Linked DNA regions of Macaca mulatta: region 2 is linked to region 1. The links are chromatin contacts, called in public Hi-C maps. All regions are on one chromosome and are shown on one strand. Each heading gives the region's core, a stretch centred on a gene start, on an enhancer-like site or on the middle of the called end of the contact. The rest is flanking DNA. Distances are from core to core; before and after follow the strand shown.

What was found. Hi-C and Micro-C count contacts between places; a contact is called where the count stands out from the background.
Region 2: a contact with region 1 is called in a Hi-C map of liver, with 4 times the contacts expected there. The contact joins the promoter of SSR1 here to the promoter of RIOK1 in region 1. A contact is called at or near these places in 5 of 14 Hi-C or Micro-C datasets (CD4 T cells, cortical neurons, fetal cortex germinal zone and 2 more).

What each region holds. Positions count from the first base shown.
Region 1 is chr4:175,807,131-175,810,879 of T2T-MMU8v2.0, reverse strand. It overlaps RIOK1 (RIO kinase 1), which reads left to right and starts at 1,778. Exons shown (of 17, transcript XM_015135521.3): 1 at 1,778-2,072. The coding sequence starts at 2,002. CAGE1 (cancer antigen 1) reads right to left here and starts at 1,273. Exons shown (of 14, transcript XM_078000964.1): 1 at 1,261-1,273. The coding sequence starts at 1,273.
Region 2 is chr4:175,882,891-175,886,558 of T2T-MMU8v2.0, reverse strand. It overlaps SSR1 (signal sequence receptor subunit 1), which reads right to left and starts at 2,112. Exons shown (of 8, transcript NM_001258152.1): 1 at 1,929-2,112. The coding sequence starts at 2,007.

The DNA.
Region 1 (3,749 bases), core at 529-3,028:
CCTGGGTGACAGAGCGAGACTCCGTCTCAAAAAAAGAAAAAAAGTCTTTCAGTAACCTGTGCTTTCTTTCTATCCCATGTTGCCACACTGGTCCACATTCTCCTGACTTCCTCAGGCCTCTCCGGGGCTGAGTGGAAAGGATGGCCACTCACATTGAGTCTATAAATTCTTCTTGTCCTTCCAGGCCATGCATAGCCTGGAGTGACATTACCTACCCAGTACTCCCCTGCTCTACTCAGATCAGGCTCATTTCCCTGCAAACAGATAATGTTCCTTACGAATTAAGCTTCAGTCATCTGCCCTGGCACGTGCTTCTCTCCTAAAACCTTCTGGTCTACCCATTTATCTATTTTCAAAATTGCTTCAATGTCTTCAGCCTCTAAATCTCTATCTTACAATTCAGTACTTGGTGATTTCGTTTACTGTTCTAGAGCTTCACCACTGTTTCAAGGGTGTTAGTGTTTGTATTTACAGATCATAAACGTCTGAAGAGGAGTAGACTTACGGCTTTCCAATATCCCCTACTGCAAATGGACCGGTGCTGTCTACACAGCAAACGTTGATTGAATAAAACCTGCATTCTAATGATTTATTTCTATCAAGCTCTCTCAATTTATAGTCATTACTCATCTGCCTGGATTCTTTTATTGAATGTCTGAATGAATAGTTTATTGAAAATTAGTTGTTTTCAAACCTATGTCATCACTCGGTAAAAGACAAAAAAGCCAGCCAAGCAGACTAGTCAGGATCAGTGAAAGGCCCAACTTCATGCTCACCTTTCCCTTGTCTTTCAAATAATGCTGCCTGGATTGTGGTGAGATCTGAAAAATTCTTGCTTTGTTTTCTCAATGCAAAACAGCGCAAAGGACTTGTTTCTTAAGTTTTCTTGTTTGTGAACCCAGCACTTCCGATTACATTTCTACAACTTTGTTCATCCCTCATACGGCGCTGCACAATCTGCCAGTTTCTTTTTAATTTAAAGTTAGGCTATTTTTTCCATCTTTCATTTGTCCTTACAGGTTTATGTTGGATTTTTAACATATTTATCAAATGTTTGAATAGATGTCCCAGACATTCTAAAGCTGTTTTAGGACAGGAGTTAAAAGAGGTGTCACGGGCGTTACTGGCAAAAACTATAATCTTGTTTAAACGCTTTTTCAGTTGTACGACAAACTTTACCTTTTTAAAAAGCACTTATCTCATTCATTTTTCACCTCAAAACGAGACACCAAACTTTTTAAGACACAAAAGTGTGCTCACTTCCAGGATCCATAGAGTTTCTTGGACCCACGCTACGGACCTGGCGCTCCCTCCCTCTGCACCGGGTTTTGCGGGAGGGAGAACGCTTTCCAACCTCCTCCACCGAGGACTCTCACCAACTCGCAATGGAGCTCCCGGAGTGCTGGAACGCCCCTGTGTGACGTCCGCCCGCGCCCGGGGATCTCCGCGGGGACCGGCGCAGCCCGCGAGTTCCGAACCACTGTGGGTGCGGCGGGGGACGGCCTCGGGTCTGTCTTCCCAGAGAGTGGTGAAATTGGGAGGTTACGACCCCCTAGGCCGAACAGCCTGCGGGCTAGCTGGCGCCTCCTGCCGCAGTAAACACAAAGTGGGGGAAAAAAACCCCAAAACTCCGAGAAGAAACGGCCAGCACGGGCCTCGCCGGGCCAGCTACTCAACACGCCTGCCCGGGAGCACAAAACACCCACAAGCCAATACCACCCCGCATTCAGAGCGAGCGCCGGACTCTCAGCCCGGCGCAGGGGCAGGACTTCCGCTCAAGCCAGACTTCCGGGCGAGGCGGAGCGGGGCTTCCGGTTGGGGTGGTAGGGTGGTGGACCTGTTGGTCCCGTTTTCCCGTCGCACGTGGCGGCCACTGTTGGCTTCTGAATGCTTTACAAGGCGGAGATCCACGCCGAGGCCGTTGGATCGGCCGTGGGTACCTCCGTCTGAGCCGTTCCTGTCCCAGCGCAGAGCGGCGGCCTCCGGCGGCGCCCTGCAGCCATGGACTACCGGCGTTTTCTTATGAGCCGGGTGGTCCCCGGGCAGTTCGACGACGCGGACTCCTCTGACAGGTAGGCGGCCGTACAGTGCCCTGGCTCTGGTTACTGCTCTCACCTTGTCCGCCCCCTTGGGGCGTGGATTCTTGTTTGTAGTTTAGAGGGAGACTAGTGGTTCATCACTCAGCGTCTCTCTTGACAACCTTTTGCCTGTTTCTGCATCCCCACTGGGTCTTTCTCCCCGTTCACGCGGCAGTTAGTGAAAGCCGCTTGTCAAGGGAGTCTGCGGTTTTCAGGTCGGTTAGCGTCACTGGAAGGCAGAGTTGGGGATAGCGATTAGGAGACATGGGTTTTTGCGCTTTAACCACATTTAGCGTTCAACAAATACTAAGCACTTAATATGTACCTCGTTCTGTCCTGGGCGCCGGAGATGGTGATGAACAAGACGAACCAACTTCCTGCTGTCATGGAACTTTACCTTCTACGTGAAAGAGAGGGCACACCATTTAAAAACCAAATAATGATGTAGACTATGCAAATCGTTTAATATACCAAGTGCTGACTGAATGGGTAGGGAAAGGTTAAGTCCAGATTTGAATGACGAGGAGCTAATCTTGGCAAGAGCAGAGGGAACAGCATTTCACACAGAAGGGACAGCAAGAGCAAAGGCCCCGAGGCCAGAGTGCCTAGAGCACAGTGGAGGTAGTTGAGAAGATTGGTAGGGTGATGATAGAGAAGTAAGAAGGGGGGCCAGATCATGGAGACCCTTACAAGTGATGGCGAAAAGTTCAGATATTAATCTGGGTCTTACGGAAAGCCATAGGAGGGATTTTAGCAGAAGAATGACATTAGTGATTTAAAGGAATCATTCTTCTATGTAGATGATGTTCATGGAGGGTGGGAGTGGAACAGAGAGACCAGTTTAAAAGTAATAAGGTAATCAGATTCAAAGATGGTGGGGACTAGAGCTCAGATCCTGAAGATATGTCTTGGAGGTAGAAGTGGCAGGGTTTGGTGGTAGATTGGAGGTGGGGTCTGGGGAAAGAGGAATGAAGGATAACTCCTGCCTAAAAGCAAAATGAAACATATTGGAGTTATTTTGGAATTCCAAGAAAACAGTTTATACTTTATGTTTACAGTAAGGATTCATTACATGTAGATTTTATTAATTATTGGGGATTTTTAAATAAATATATGTATGTTGACTGCTTTCTGTGTGTCAGATCTAGTCTTAGGTCGTAGGGAGGCATTGGTAAACACCCTCCTGAATGACACAGAGCTTGCACCCTAGCAGGGGATACCGATATTATTAAATAATTAGGCTATTTGTATTCGAATTGGGTAAGTAGTGCAAAGGAGAAGTAGGTGAAAAACAGGGAAAACTTCCTTGAGCAAGTGATAGTGAGCTGATACCTGATGGATGAGTAGGGGTTAGCCAGAGAAAGAGGAAGGGCATTCCAGTTTTATGGTTACAGAGAAGTGTACAAAAAGCCTTAGGGAAGAAGTTAAGCAGCAGAAGAAACACAGCCAGCACAGCTGGTGGGTAGTTAATGGTAATAAGAGGACACTAATTTACCATTCACCCCAGGGTATTGTAAGGATACACCAGTGATTTTCCATCAGGGAAGATGTTGCCATCCGGACTTCTACCCAGGGGACTTTTGGCAATTTCTGGAGACGTTTTTATTTGTCACAACTGGGGGTGGTGGTGCATTAGTGGCATCTGGTAGGTAGAGGCCAGTGATATGCTGC
Region 2 (3,668 bases), core at 863-3,362, 75 kb before region 1:
ACATGCTTTATGGCATTTTATTTTTCTCAAACTTACTGTTACAAAGTAGAGTTATAATGCAAAAAAAAAAAAAAAAAGTAAATTACAGTTTTATAGATAACAGTACTCTAAGTAAATCACATTCTATCTATTTCAGGCAAAACCCTAAAAAGAATTTCAAAGTTCTAATGTCTTCCAACATCTCTCAGACAAAATGATGATGTGGCAATTCTGTGGAGGAAAAACATGGGAAGGGAAGCGTGTTTTTACCCAGGAGAAACAGCTTACATCAAGGACCATGCATTTTCAGTCTTTTCCATGTCTTTGAGTTCTCACTGGTCGCTAAGATTTATTGCAAAATATTAAAGAACACTGAACCATGCATTATGAACTGAAGAGATTTCACTGCCTGCTAAACAAAGACTAAAAATAGTGCATTCATAACTTATAAGTCCTTTTCAAAAACCAGTAAGAAAAATATCCATGTCTGACATAGTAATTTCAAGTTGTAAATTTGAGCACTTTGGAATATAAAGGTCTTTCATGGATATTAAACAATTTTATTATTTTAATGTTAACCAATAACAATTTTGTCCCTATGAAGTCTAACAGTCTTCATTCAGCTGGAAAAAACTGAACATTTTCTTTAAAAGAAAAATCGTTACTCACAAAAAATGTTTACAAGATAGTAATTCAGTTTAGATAATGAATTGATGCTTCTTGAAAGTTTTTACAACTTGAAAATAGTTCTAAATAGTTCTAAAATGAAATCTACATTTGTCAAGTTTTTTTTTTAAATAAGCTTAAAGAGAACCAGCAAACGACTCCCAAAGTAAAAGAATCTTGTTAAACCTGCAGATGAACGCATTAACAGTTGTTTCATTCTCCCACTTGGTTTTCTAGCCATTAAACAGAAGCCAGTCACTTCACTTTTCATTGCAAAACAACTCCTGGATACCTGTCACTACCGTTAAGACACACAGCTTGCTTAAACTTACAGAATGAAAGGGAATTCTAGTGCTTAATCAGCCTAATTATTTCACTTTGCAAATTAGAAAGTCGAAGTTCATGACAAAACCCGGGCAGGAAGTCAAGTTGCCTCATTTTTATATTCTGCTAAGTTACTTTCACACTTAAATGCTGGGTTAATTGTTGGAAAGAATAAATCTACATATTAAAAACACTCGAAGTAGGCTACATTTTTTCAGCACAACACGATGCTTCCACAAACAAAAAACTGCTCCATGAAAAGAAAAGGAAAGGAAGAAGGCAGAAGTAAGGGAGACATCCCAAAGGGATTCTTCAGTCCGCTTGGCAGCAGGGGCCGATAACGCGGGTGACGACAAGGTAGTTTTTCTGAAATCATAGTAACACATACGGGTCAAGCAGGGGGTGAACGAGGCAGGTGACCATTAAAAAAGCCACTCTGATGGCTTAGATGTGTCGAAAACAAGAGTTTTAGCAAATGAATGAAGACGGACTCGCGGCGTGGAAGCTAAAGACACGTCAGCCCTGAGCACCAGGGGCTGGGGGTGGAGCGGAGCCGGAGGCGGCCAAAAGAAACAGCCCGGCTGCGGCGCGCTCGGAGCGCAGCCGTGGCCAGAGCCCCCTCGCCTCCTCCTGCAGCCGAGGACCCTTCAGTTCTGGACGCTCCTGCAGGCGCGGGTCCAGGGCCAGAGAAGCAAGCCCAGCCCTCGGCCGGCCACGAAGCAAGGTCGTCCGGACACGGCCCCGCACTCCGCGTGCAAGGGACAGGCCACAGCGGGGTCTCCAGCGCCCGCGGGGGCCCCTGCTGCTACGAGCCTAGGCTTGGGGAGAGGGCGGAGAGAGGCCAGCGGAGTGGACACGGACCCCGAGACCCGGAGCGGCCACCGCCTCCAACTTCAAACTTGCCGTCACTGGCATCTCCTTCCTGGCCATCCCCCTCCGCACACTCTCCTTAGCCTCACCTCTGGGGCCGCCTCGGAACAAGACAGTGGCAGGGAACACGAGCAAGAGAAGCAGCAGCAAGCGGGGGAGGAGTCTCATGGCGCTGCCGGTCCAGTGTCCAGTCTCCGTCCGGGAGGGCTCTCGGCTGCTCCGGCGGTAATGGCGTTACTCTTCATCCGGGCTCCGGGCGGCGAGGGGCGGGACACGTACCACGCACGGGCCTTCGCCACGCCCCTCCCCTGAACGGGAAACGCCGCCGACGTGGCTGCTCAGCGCGGAGACTTAGGTAGAGCCGGCCGCCCGGAAGTCACGTGGCCGGCTGCTGGCCTCTCTGTGGCTCCCGCGAGAGTCCGCCTTCCGCCGCAGTTGCTGGCCGGCAGCCTGCGGTTGGCCGATCTTTCCGCCCAGTCCTTGACTCCCAATTAGTTAGCATTGTCAGTGGTTAGTGTATTTGAATGACGATCCTCTTGATAACGGCGATGTAAAGAACATGAGCTGCCTTTATGTGGCATTTAAAAGCAAAAAAAAAATTTTGGAAGAGAGGACATCGTTCAAAGGCAAAACCATGAAAATACACAGTGGAAAATCTTTGTCTGCCCACACCCTCTCCCATGGTTAAGTAATGACAATTCTTAAAATTATTATTTTTATTTTTTTGAGACGAAGTCTTGCTCTGTCGCCCAGGCTCGAGTTCAGTGGTGCAATCTTGGTTCATTGCAACCTCCACCTGCCGGGTTCAAGCGATTCTCCTGCCTCAGCCTCCTAAGCAGCTGGGACTGCAGGCACGCGCCACCATGCCCGGCTAATTTTTATATTTTTATATTTTTACTAGAGATGGGGTTTCACCATGTTGGCCAGACTAATCTTGAACTCCTGACCTCAGGTGATCCACCCGCCTGGGCCTCTCAAAGTGCTGGGATTACAGGCGTGAGCCACTGCGCCTGGTCAGCAATTCTTAAATTTGTATGTGACATTCCAGAATTATAAGTCTGGATTTGTATGTGACATTCCTAAAGTCACCTAAACAGTGCCTGGTATGTAGTCAGCATTTGTAACTACACAATAGGTCCAGCAATGGCTGTCCATTTTCTTTAGTTCCTTTCTCATCTATTTTGGATTTGAGTTGCTGGAGTAATATAGCAGTTCATGAAATTAATCTGAATATTAGGTAATCTTGGACTGGACCAGTGTGAGATGTCATAAAGATGAGGAAATAAATCATGTGCTTACTATTGTGTCACCTCCTTAAACTGTGCTTTTTCATTTAATTTTCTAAACATCTCTATGAGCTGGATATTATTTACTGAGGAGAAAACAGACCCAGAGAGGTTAGTAATTTACTCAAGGCTTCAAAAAGCTAGCAAATGGCAGATGCAAGATTTGATCAAGGCTATCTGTTTCCAGATTCCATACACTACTGGTCTAGGACATCTGCTGTTCTACTCCGGCATTGTTTCTGCTTCAGGTCTCCTTGTCCTGGGGCTGTAAATGCAGTTGGGAGCCACTGCCACCACTACCTACTTCTGTCTGCTAAAGTCACAGCCTGAAGGTGCTGGGCTGAATCAACCCAATTCCACTCTGCCAGGCCACCAGTGGCACCACTGCTGTGTTGCTGCTGCTACTAGGGCGCCCAGCAGAAGTGGAGGGCCTCCTCTCACTTTGTTGCTGCCTCTGCTCCTGTGCATGCTACCAATGCTGCCACTCTATGTCAGGACTACCAGGGCTGCTGACCCTGTTTTGAGATGACTGAACCTTGCTGA